Linked DNA regions of Sus scrofa: region 1 is linked to region 2. A link is a contact called in public Hi-C data. All regions are on one chromosome and are shown on one strand. The core of a region is the stretch at or near the end of the contact, and the rest is flanking DNA. Distances in the headings are between cores, read along the strand shown. Region 1 holds the start of EVA1A (protein eva-1 homolog A). Region 2 has its middle 24 kb from the start of MRPL19.

What was found. Hi-C and Micro-C count contacts between places; a contact is called where the count stands out from the background.
Region 1: a Hi-C map of liver shows a contact between it and region 2, with 5 times the contacts expected there. The contact joins the promoter of EVA1A here to the enhancer-like site in region 2. A contact is called at or near these places in 1 of 5 promoter capture datasets (liver), 26 of 47 Hi-C or Micro-C datasets (adipose tissue, alveolar macrophages, brain and 16 more) and 2 of 2 datasets of contacts at active chromatin or transcription factors (alveolar macrophages and skeletal muscle).

What each region holds. Positions count from the first base shown.
Region 1 is chr3:67,708,084-67,713,518 of Sscrofa11.1, reverse strand. It overlaps EVA1A (protein eva-1 homolog A), which reads right to left and starts at 2,604. Exons shown (of 2, transcript XM_021087316.1): 1 at 2,472-2,604. The coding sequence starts at 2,604.
Region 2 is chr3:67,632,704-67,638,244 of Sscrofa11.1, reverse strand. No RefSeq gene overlaps it. Among named protein-coding and RNA genes, the nearest start is that of MRPL19, 24 kb to the right of the region's middle. Within about 2 kb of position 1,919, at least 20 of the 83 cell types and tissues checked have an H3K27ac peak or open chromatin away from gene starts, as enhancers often do. A contact at or near this core is called in brain, fetal liver and liver, where this site is marked.

The DNA.
Region 1 (5,435 bases), core at 1,355-3,854, 75 kb before region 2:
ACAGCAACACAGGATCCGAGCCGCGTCTGCAACCTACACCACAGCTCATGGCAACGCCGGACCGTTAACCCACTGAGCAAGGGCAGGGACCGAACCCGCAACCTCATGGTTCATAGTCGGATTCGTTAACCACTGCGCCACGATGGGAACTCCTCAGAATGAATTTTTAACCACCAAGTCTATTTACTGGATCTAATGCATTGTATTTAGCCATACTATTTTCCATTTCCTTACATTCTCTTTTATCTCAGCCCTTATTTACTTAAAAGAAACATTTTCTTCCTACATCCTAAGCAATATTTAATTCCAGAATATGGAATGGGAAAAGAAAAGGTTGAAATGGGGAGAAAAACAGGACCATGCGCCCTTTCACCTTAACAAGATCATGAGACACCTGTAAACACCCGGCTGTTCAGTGAGTTACCACACTCAAGGATCACAACTCAGGGTCATGCTGAACGAAATGGAAAGCTGCCAGGTACTTCCTGTGCTGAGCAGAGCTCCAAAGCTGAGTAGCCTGTTTGCCCTCACCCGAGATATTTTCTTATAACAGCTTATTTGCAAATGTCATCTGAGGCCTTGGAAACTCCAGGCCCTCCCTGTCACTCCCCCCACTTGATTTTGGGGTGTCTCCACTATAGAGTTGAGGGGATCATCATTCAATGGCTTGTGAAAACATGATACCTGGTTCAAATATCTCTTTTCTAGCTCCAATGTCCTTTCTCCCCAGAGTAGCCTAGAAGAAAGAGCAGAACTGAGACTCCTCTGATGTGTGGGTACCCAGGTGAGGAGGCCCCAGGAACTGAACTTCCTTAGGGAGGTGAGGAGCTGGCTGATGACCTGAGCCTTTGCTGTCTGAGAAGGGAAAACCTTGGACTTGAGGCAGGTGAAAACTACCTGCTTCATCTTGCCAACCACCAAGAGTGGCCAGGTTTCTGAGAAGTTCTCCTTTCTAAACTCAGGTTGCACATCGTGCAAAATGCTTTCTCAAAGAGAAGCCATGAACTTCCTTTACCCTCAGACTTGGCTTGGATTTGCCATTGTAAATAGAAATTCAGGTTTGCATCTGAACTCTGAGGTAACCACATATCAACACTGACTAGAGAGCTAGAAAATTAAACCATTTCCCCCAGGAGAAACTTAATCAGAGCCTCAGCCCTTTCTTTTTTTTACAGCAACCAGAGATGTGGAACAAAATAAAATAAAGCAAAAGCAAGCTACCCGAAACTTAAAAACTCACTCAAGGGAGTTTCCGTCGTGGCTCAGTGGTTAACGAATGCAACTAGGAATCATGAGGTTGCAGGTTCGATCCCCCGCCTCTCTCACTGGGTTAAGGATCCAGTGTTGTGGTGAGCTGTGGTGTAGGCCAGTGGCTACAGCCCCGATTTGACCCCTAGCCTAGGAACCTCCATATGCTGTGGGTGTGGCCCTAGAAAAGACCAAAAAAAAAAAAAAAACCTCACTCAAGCAACAGAAAATCAGTTTGGTCATCAAATTGTAGAGCATTTTCATGTATGTTTAAAAATTTCACCTTATTAAGGTACATTTTCATGTATTTTTAAATGACTCCTTTTATATGAATAGCTCCTGTTCTCAAGAAATGATCTTGAAGAGGAGTTCCCGTTGTGGCTCAAAAGTAACAAACCCAAATAGTATTCATGAGAATGCAGGTTTGGTCCCTGGGCTTTCTTAGTGGGTTAAGGATCTGGTGTTGCCGTGAGCTGTGGTGTAAGTAACAGACGCAGCTCAGATCCCAAGTTACTATGGCTGTGCTTTGACTGGCAGCTCCAGCTCCAGTTCAGTCGCTAGCCTGGGAACCTCCATATGCTGCAAGTGCGGCCCTAAAAAGAAAATAGGAAAAAAAAAAAAAAAAAAAAAGGAAATGCTCTTGAGGAAAAAAATCCGTCATTTTCCTAAAAGAAAACAACTTTGGACCAAGGAAGAGGCAAATATTAGACTCTCCCAGATTCAAGCACTTTCTGTCTGAATGTCTCCCAGAAGGTTATCAAACACCTCAAACAGCCCCTCAAACACAGAATACACACACACACACACACACACACACACACACACACACACACACACACACACACACAGGCCCTGAGTGGGGTTGAGAACCACTACCTAGAAATAATTAGGCTGAGAGCACTCTATTCTAACCTTTCACATCATAGTCAAATGCTTAATGACAGAAGCCCCAGGCTACTTCATTTCACTCATTTAAGCGCAAAAGGAAACCAAACATTTTCACCAAGATGAAGCTCTTAGAACCCCCATTTGCCAGATTAGAGGATGTCAAGCTTAACTCTCAAACCAGAAGACATTTCATCTCAAAACTGAGTCCTGCAGAGCCCCTCTGTCATGACGGCAGAGCATCTCTCTCCTGAGTGTAAGGCCAGAAACCCCACCCAGGAGACAGCTCAGCCCAGCCCCACACCTCAGCCCTGGCTCAGCCAAGATTGGACAACTACCTGAGACAAAGGAATAGGCTGCTAGGATATTGCTGAGCAAAGCCATGTCCACGTGCTCGGGGATCACCAATTCCGCGTTGTAGCAGAAGGGCAGCCTCGATGGGACATCCAGAGGAGGCCTCCTGGAGATGCTTCAGCTGGATCAAGTTGGCCACCCTCCCTCTCTTCTCTTCTGTTTGGGAACACAAAGTAAGTGATGAGAACACATTGTGATTTCCTGAGGCCATGTTCCGGGTAGCCTGGGCTCAAGATCAAAAGCTAGTCCCCTAAATGCCAGCCAACCTTCTCAGCCAGGTGGCTGCAAAGATCTGGGATCTTGTCCTCTTTGCTCTACAAGCTTCTTGGCTTTCAAGGAAACAGCGACCCCTTAAATCTGTTTTTCTCTAGCCTCTCTCCTTTTTCTTCCTCATCTTCTCCAAAATTCCCTTTTTAACACTTCTCCTTCACCTTTCCTTGATACTTTTCATTGCATTCTCCCTGGTTTGCCTCTGAGGCATAGTCCATCATCCCTCTAATCACTGCATTTTAACCCCAAGCCACAGCCTGCTCTTCACCTGGCTCTGCTCTCCCCTGTACTGATGGCACTTGTGTACTTTGATCAGTTTGCCTCATCCCACTTATCACTGAGTGTGCATTCTTGGCAATGAGTCAGAGCCGACTATTCCAGAACTTCCAAAGTGGTTCCAGTTTGAAAACAGCTCTGAGAACTTGGGAGCTTGAGCCCACCCCCTGCCCCAGGCTTCACGAATCCACCTGCGACTGTGATGGGCCAGTGAAACCCATATGCACAGTCAGTCACAGGGTAAGGAGGGATGTCAGGTTAGGAAAAGCTAGAGAAGTAGAAGGCTCCAGTCCTTGCAGAAGAAACAGGTTCTCAGGTGGGTCACATGGATCACATTTAGAGAGAGAGCTGCAGTTTCATAGGTGGATGGCATGGGTCACAACAGATAAGACAACTCTTACTTTAGTGGATTCCAATGGGCTTAGGGAAGACCATGGCAAGGAAAGACAGACCAACCCATGGGTAAGACAGAAATGAACACAAGGTCCTTGGAGCAGCCAGAGGCCCAGAGAGTGGCAGGATGAGGAGCCAGGAGCTTGGGGGCTCTGAGAAGGAGCTAGCCTCTGTGGAGGGCCCCCTATCCTTCTGAGCCAGAAGACAGAGATTCCCTCAACAGTCATTCAAGCTCTTAAAAAGTGACAACTAGATGACACAGGCGAAGAGTTGGAACTACCACTCTGAGTTCAGAGACTGTTCTGAGGACTTTAGGACTAGCAAGAGAGTGAAGTCACTGGAATATTTTTGAGTATATAGTGGGACAAAGCTGTTTCAGGCCCATTTCCTCCTGTTTATCTCCATTAATTCTACCATAGTGCAAGTCTCATCAATTCATTTCTGGGGGTTTTCCAACAGTCTCCTACATGATGCTTCTTCCAATACCTCTTCCCTATCCAATCTAGCACCCACTCTCACCAACAGGGTTATCTTTATATAGTATAAATCTGATCACTTCACTCCATAGTTCTACCCTTCAACTAATCTCCATTAAACTTCTTGATACAACACACATGCACTTAACAATATCTGACCTCTATTTTAGCTCCTAATTTATCTCCTACCCAAGTCTACATTCTTACACATATACACAGAGGTACAGGATGCCTAATGCTCCAATAATACCAGCTTAGTGTATTTTGGGAAACTAAAGAAATCTGGAAATCCTCTTCCTTTTTCCTAAATGTCCTCCCCCTTCTTATCCTATCTGGCTAATGTTTAAGAGAGAATGCAAAAGTTCTACATTAGTCTCAAAATCCAAAGGACATTCTTTGTTTAGAAATAGAAAAACCCATACTAAAATTCTTATATATTATCAAGAAATCCAAATGGCCAAAACAATCTTAACAAAAACAAAGTTAGAAATCTCACACTTCTTGAATTCAAAAACTTATTACAAAGCTACAATAATCAAAACAGTACAGACAAGGAGTTCCCACTGTGGCATGGTGGGCTGAGGATACAGCATTGCCATAGCTATGGCGTAGGTCACACCTGGGGCTTGGATTTGATCCCTGGCCCAGGAACTTCCATATGTGACAAGTGCAGCCAAAAAACAAAAACAAAACAAACAAAAAAACAAAACAGTGTAGACAGGCATGTGGAAGATGGAATAAAATAGAGAGCCCAGAAATAAAACCTTAAATATATGGTTAAACTATTTTTAACAAGGAAGCCAAGGCTATTCAATCTGGAAAGAACAGTCGTATTGAGAAAACTGGATATCCACATGCAAAAGAACGAAATTGAACCCTTATACCATATTAAAAAATTAACTAAAAATGGATAAAAGACCTAAATGGAAGAGCTAAAACTATAAAACTGTTGAAGAAAACATAAGGGGAAAGTTTCATGATTCTAGATTTGGCAATGATTTCATGGATATGGTACCAAAAGCCCAGGCAAGATAGATAATTTGGACTACATCAAAACTTAAACTTCTGGGCCTCAAAGGATACAATCAACAGAATGAAAAGACAGCCCATGAAATGGGAGAAAATATTTGCAAATCATATATCTGATGAGGAGTTAATATCTGGATTACATTTTTTAAAAACCCCTACGACTCAACTACAACAAAAAACAACCTGATTAAATACCTGGCAAAGGACTTGATATTTCCCCAAAGAAGATTTATGACTGGCCAACAACAAGCACATGAAAAGATGCTAAACATCACTAATCATCAGGAAATGCAAATCAAAAACAAAAGGAGACACCATCCCACATCCATTACGATGGCTACTATAAAAATAAACAAACAGAAAATAACAAGTGATGGAGAGGTTGTGGAGAGAAGCACTTATACTGCTGGTGGGAAGGTAAAATTGTAGAAGCACTATGGGAAACAGTATGTCAGTGTCCCAAAGAATTAAAAATAGAATTACTATTAATTCCACCTCTGGGTC
Region 2 (5,541 bases), core at 670-3,169:
CACTACCAAGGAAAAGAAAAGGCGATTTTTATTCTGTGTCCTTTGCTTCGACCATTCTTTCTGCTAAGGACTGTAGGTCAGAATAATTTTCATGGTTGACTCACAGGAAAATATCACTTGTCTAAACTTGAAATCTCACAAGGAACACTGCAATATGGCAAGATCCATTCCCAGCTACCCTCTCCTTGCCATCTATCGTCCAAAATGGACAGTATTCTCGAGAGACAACATAAGATTATGGAAAGAGAATGAGTGTAGAGTCCTAAGAACTGGGTTTGAATCCCAACTTCCCTAACTAGCTGCATGACACTGAACGGGTGACTTCACTCCTCCGAGCCACAATTTCCTTGTCTGCAAAATGGAAGCAATAAATATCTACCAAAGAGAGTGATTATAGGGAGTTCCTGTTGTGGTACAGCAGAAATGAATCTGACTGGTATCTGTGAGGATGTGGGTTCAATCCCTTGCCTCACTCAGTGGGTTGGGAATTCAGGAATCTGGCTGGTATCCATGAGTATGTGGGTTCAATCCCTGGCCTCACTGTGGGTTAGGGATCCAGTGTTACTGTGAGCTGTGGTGTAGGTCACAGACGAGGCTAGGATCCCAAGTTGCTGTGGCTGTGGCGTAGGCCAGCAGCCGTAGCTCTGATTCGACCCCCAACCTGGGAACTTTCATATGTCTCAGGCACAGGCCTAAAAGCAAAAAAGGAGTAATCATGAAGATTAGAAATAACATGTGTAAAATACCCCCCCAAAATGATTTGCATAGAGCCCACGTTCAGAGATGGCATGTTGTTATCCATGATTGTGGGCTGCACTGTCTCACCCTCTCACCCCAGCCAGGAGCCGTCTGCTCCCCTTAGTGCCTAGCTCCTGCTCGGTAAAGGTGAGACATGGCTTAGTCACTGGTGTGACATCCAGGGCTCCAGGACTCTCATCCCTGCAACAAAAACACTAGCTTCCCTCCCCCCCCCCACCCCCGCATTGCCATGGAGACCACCCTTTGTTCTTGGAAGCTTTAAAACCTAATTGCCAGGCATGAACAATCTCTTAGAATCTAAAATCATTTCCTTCAGGCAGAGGGGTCAGACTGTGGCACTATTTTCCAATGCATTCCCAGAGGTCTGCTCCAAGGGCCAGAGCTGTGGACTGTTCCAGATCTTAAAGCAGGTGAGACACGCTTTTACTTTGAGGCAGAGTGACTTACAAGAGAGGTGCATATGGGAGATTAAAAGATTACATGTGTTAAAAAAAAAAAGGAGTTCCCTTCGTGGCTCAATGGAAACATATCCAACTAGCATCCACGAGGATGTGGGTTCAATCCCTAGCCTCATTCAGTAGGTTGAGGATCCGGCATTGCCATGAGCTGTTGGTATTGGTATAGGTCAGAGACACAGCTCGGATCTGGCATTGCTGTGGCTGTGGTGTAGGCAGCAGCTACAGCTCTGATTTGACCCCTAGCCTGGGAATCTCCGTATGCTGTGGGTTTGGCCCTAAAAAGACAAAAAAAAAAAAAAAAAAAAAAAAAAAATTACATGCGTAGTCCCTTTCTTTTCAGCCTGTAGATTCTGACAGAAAAAACATTTGGCCTCCATGTGCTGCTAACCTGAGGTGGAGGGAGGAGAAGGGAAGAGACAGGGCATCCTGGAATTCCCTAGCCAATTATTGAGGGTTATTTTTCAGAATTCTAGATTTCAGATTGGCAAGTAGCCCCGTTGTCTAGGAAGGGGAGTGATAACAGGACGCTTTGTGTTTGAGTTGAAAACAAAGCTCTGCTAGCTGGGATTCCTGGAAGCCTGTGCTGCCCTGGGACCAGCTGGCACCTGCACGGGGCTGTGAAAGAGTGGCTGAGCTGCAACCTCGTGAGCTCAAGTGGTGGTGGGGGGAGTTTACCCCTGGCTGAAGTTACCACTGAGGGAATGGGGTCATCCTCCCTCAGAGAACCTGCCCGCTGTGCGGCTGTGCAGGGACAGGGACAAAAACCGCTTTGTGGGAGGCTGAGGGACCTTTAACAGCGCCGCTGTGTGGCAGTTCCTGGAAGTGCATGCAGCACACACCGCAGATCTCAGTATTCTCCCCTTCGGACACCCTGGACCTTCTTGGATCATCTTGGATAGGTGAGAAGGGCGACATCAAGGAGATGCTGACCAGACAGAGGTTACTTGCCATGCATTTGGAGTAACGAGAGACATGCCCACATTTGCACTCCAAGTTTGTGGTGCAATCGTGACCACTTCATACTCTGCTGAATTTAGTCCCAGCCAGGTGAGTAACCTCACCTTGACTTAAAGACAGTCAGAATTGAATGCAATAAGGACTGTTTGTTCCGTCCGGGGTGTTTCCAGTTTCTGATTTAAAAAAAACAGGTGCTGGGATTTCCCATCATGGCTCATCGGTTTAAGGGTTAAGAACCCAACTAGTATGCATGAGGACGGGGGTTTGATCCCTGGCCTGGCTCGGTGGGCTAAGGATCTGGCGCTGTTGTGAGCTGTGGGGTGGGTCGCAGACACAGCTTTGATCCGGCATTGCTATGGTGTAGCCTGGCAGCTGCAGCTCTGATTTGACCCCTAGCCTGAGAACTTCAATATGCCGCAGGTACAGCCCTAAAAACAAAACAAAACAAAACAGGGTGCTGTGTGAGTGACTAGGGAGTGAGCAAATGAGAGAATGAGATGAGAATCCCTGAACTGACACCTCACCCTACCCTACGAGAAGCTTTCTGTCACAGACTCGGTTAGATGGGACTTTTTCAGCCTCAGTCTCAACTAAGGCCTGGGCATGGGTCGAGTGCAGGCCAGCTCACAATGTGCAGAATTCACAAAGGAAATTTCCTAGATCTGTTTCTCTGACGGTCAAGCACTGTCCCCTCCTTGAGAAAGTAGAAGCCTCTAGTGAGGGGAGAAGGGGGAGGCATTTCAAAAAATCTATTGGAGGGTGCTGGTGGCATGCCCTACTCCCTTTTGAAGAGTGTCCAGGGGCAGCCTCAAGTTTTATGAGGGGGGCTTCCATGATTGCAGTAGCAGATCTTGCACTGCGTTCCCACAGGCCAGGGGTGCAGGAAATGCTGAGACAGCTAAGGCTGCCCAGGCAGCAGGATAGAGGAGGCTGCCTGGGACTGAGCTGTACTCCCAGAATTTGTCAGAAGAAGGATGTTTTTTATTTACAAAACAGCAAGATTCACAGACATAGAAAACTAACTTATGGTTACCAAAGGGGATGGGGGGGATAAATTAGGAGTATGGAATTAACATATACACACTGTATATTATATATATATATATAAAAAATAGATAATTAAAAAGGACCTGCTATAGAGCACAGGGAACTCCACTCAATACTCTTTAATAACTTATATGGGAAAAGTGTCTGAAAAGCAATGGCTCTCTCCCTCTCTCTCTCTTTCTGTATATATATATATATATATATATATATATATATAACTGAAACTCTATGCTGTACATCTAGAACTAACCCAATGTAAATCAACTATACTCCAAAATAAAATTTAAATGTTTATAATTTAAAAATAAAAAAATAAAAGAGTAAGACTGTTGTGACTTTCCCAGACCATGAAGAGGTAGAAGAACCTGTCTGAAGAGATTTTAAGCCCTGCCTGACAGCAGAGTCTTAGAGCCTGAGGGGGGCCCCCTCATTGAGGTTTGATGCAGAAGGAGGCCTGAGCAAACCAGGAACTTGGAGGAAGGACATCCAAAGGGACAGAATGTTCCATCCATGTCACAGGGCCTGAGGTGAGAAGAACTAGCAGGGCATCTCTGAAGAGCCCACAAGTGCACTGCAAGTACAGATGTCTGCTTCTCAAGGAGGCTTTGTCAGACACAGGTCCCGTGACAGGAGATCCTATCCTTGTGCCCTGATGACCAGTTGGGGGAAGGAGAAGCTGACCACCCCAGGGCTCTAAGACAGCAGGTTTTCACCTTTCTTCTGCTAGAGCTAGGAGGAAGGGACACGACTGAATGCTAATTGTGGTTCTGAATTTTTATCATTACACAAACTAGACTTTCTAACTATTTGAATGAGACTTGACTCTTTCCTAGGCACTCTCTCTTCGTGTTACCTGGCTGGGGCTTTGGAATGCAGAGGAGGAGGAGGAACTAGAGTCCTTGCCCTCAAGGGCCTGCCAGTCACTTTGGAGAAAAGTCTGGTGCCTCCACTGGGACTTTTATTCAGAACAGGAAGTTGTCCAGGGCCTGAGGGTCACTACAGACTGGGTGCTCTTGACTTTGGAGATCATTGAAGGCAATGATTGCCTCTCTTTTTTCCTCTGTACCCTGAAGACCCTGTGGTGAGGGCCTGTCCTGGGAGGCCTCTGCCCTGCCCTCCTGGGGCTTCCCTAAGCCTGGTAATGCCCTCCAGGGCCCAGGGAAAGGGCTGACATGGCCATTCCAGGCCTGAACCACCCTTTGTGGCTCAGCTATAATGAACCCGACCAGTATCCATGAGGATGCAGGTTCAATTCCTGGCCTTGCTCAGTGGGTTAAGGATCTGCCGTTGCTGTGGCTATGATGTAGGCCGACAGCTACAACTCTGATTTGACACCTAGCCTGTGAATTTCCATGTGCCACAGGTGCAGCCCTAAAAAGCAAAAAAAAAAAAAAAAAAAAAAAAAAATCCATAACTGGTTTCTAGTGTTTTATCTGCCCAATTCGGTACTTAAGAAACCACCCCCCTTTTTTTTTCTTTTTAGGGCTGCATGTGCAGAATATGGAGTTTCCCAGGCTAGGTGTCAAATCAGAGCTAGAACACAGCCACAGTAACACTAGATCTGAGCCACATCTGCAACATTCACCACAGCTCAGGGCAACACCTGACCCTTAAACTGCCAAGAAAGGCCAGAGATCTAACCCATGTCCTCATGGGTACTAGTTAGGTTTGTTACCGCTGACCCACAATGGGAACTCCAGAAATTCTTTCATTGGGACCCACCAGTCAAGTCCACACTGTATAGCCCTTAATCTTTCATCTGGAATCCCTTCATCTGGTCTTCCATTGCTAGTCTCAAAGACCAAATACCAAGAGCTTAAGGCCTAGAGAGGCCAGGCAAGCTGTCTGCTCAACACTTCCTTTCCTTGAATGCACCCTGGACCCACTTCCTCTCCCTCTTAGTACACTGAAGCCAATGTGGAAGGCATTTATTTCTGCCACTTTATACTAATACTGACCAATAATGCTCTGTTCCTTATGAAAAGCTGTATGAAACCCAACTCCCTTTCCAAGATTCTTGCAGATTCTTCATGGTCTCTTTTTTTTTTAATTTTTTTGGTTAATTTTTACAGTATTGTGTCAATTTCTGCTGTACAACATAGTGATCCAGTTGGACATATATATACATTATTTTTCTCATACCATCTTTCATCATGTTGTAACTCAAGAGATTGAATAGAGTTCCCTGTACTGAGAAGTGAGACCTCTTATGTTCATTGCAGCACTATTTACAATAGCCAAGACATGGAAAGAGCCTAAATGTTCGTCGGCAGATGAATGGATTAAGAAGATGGGGTTCATATATATAATGGAATATTAC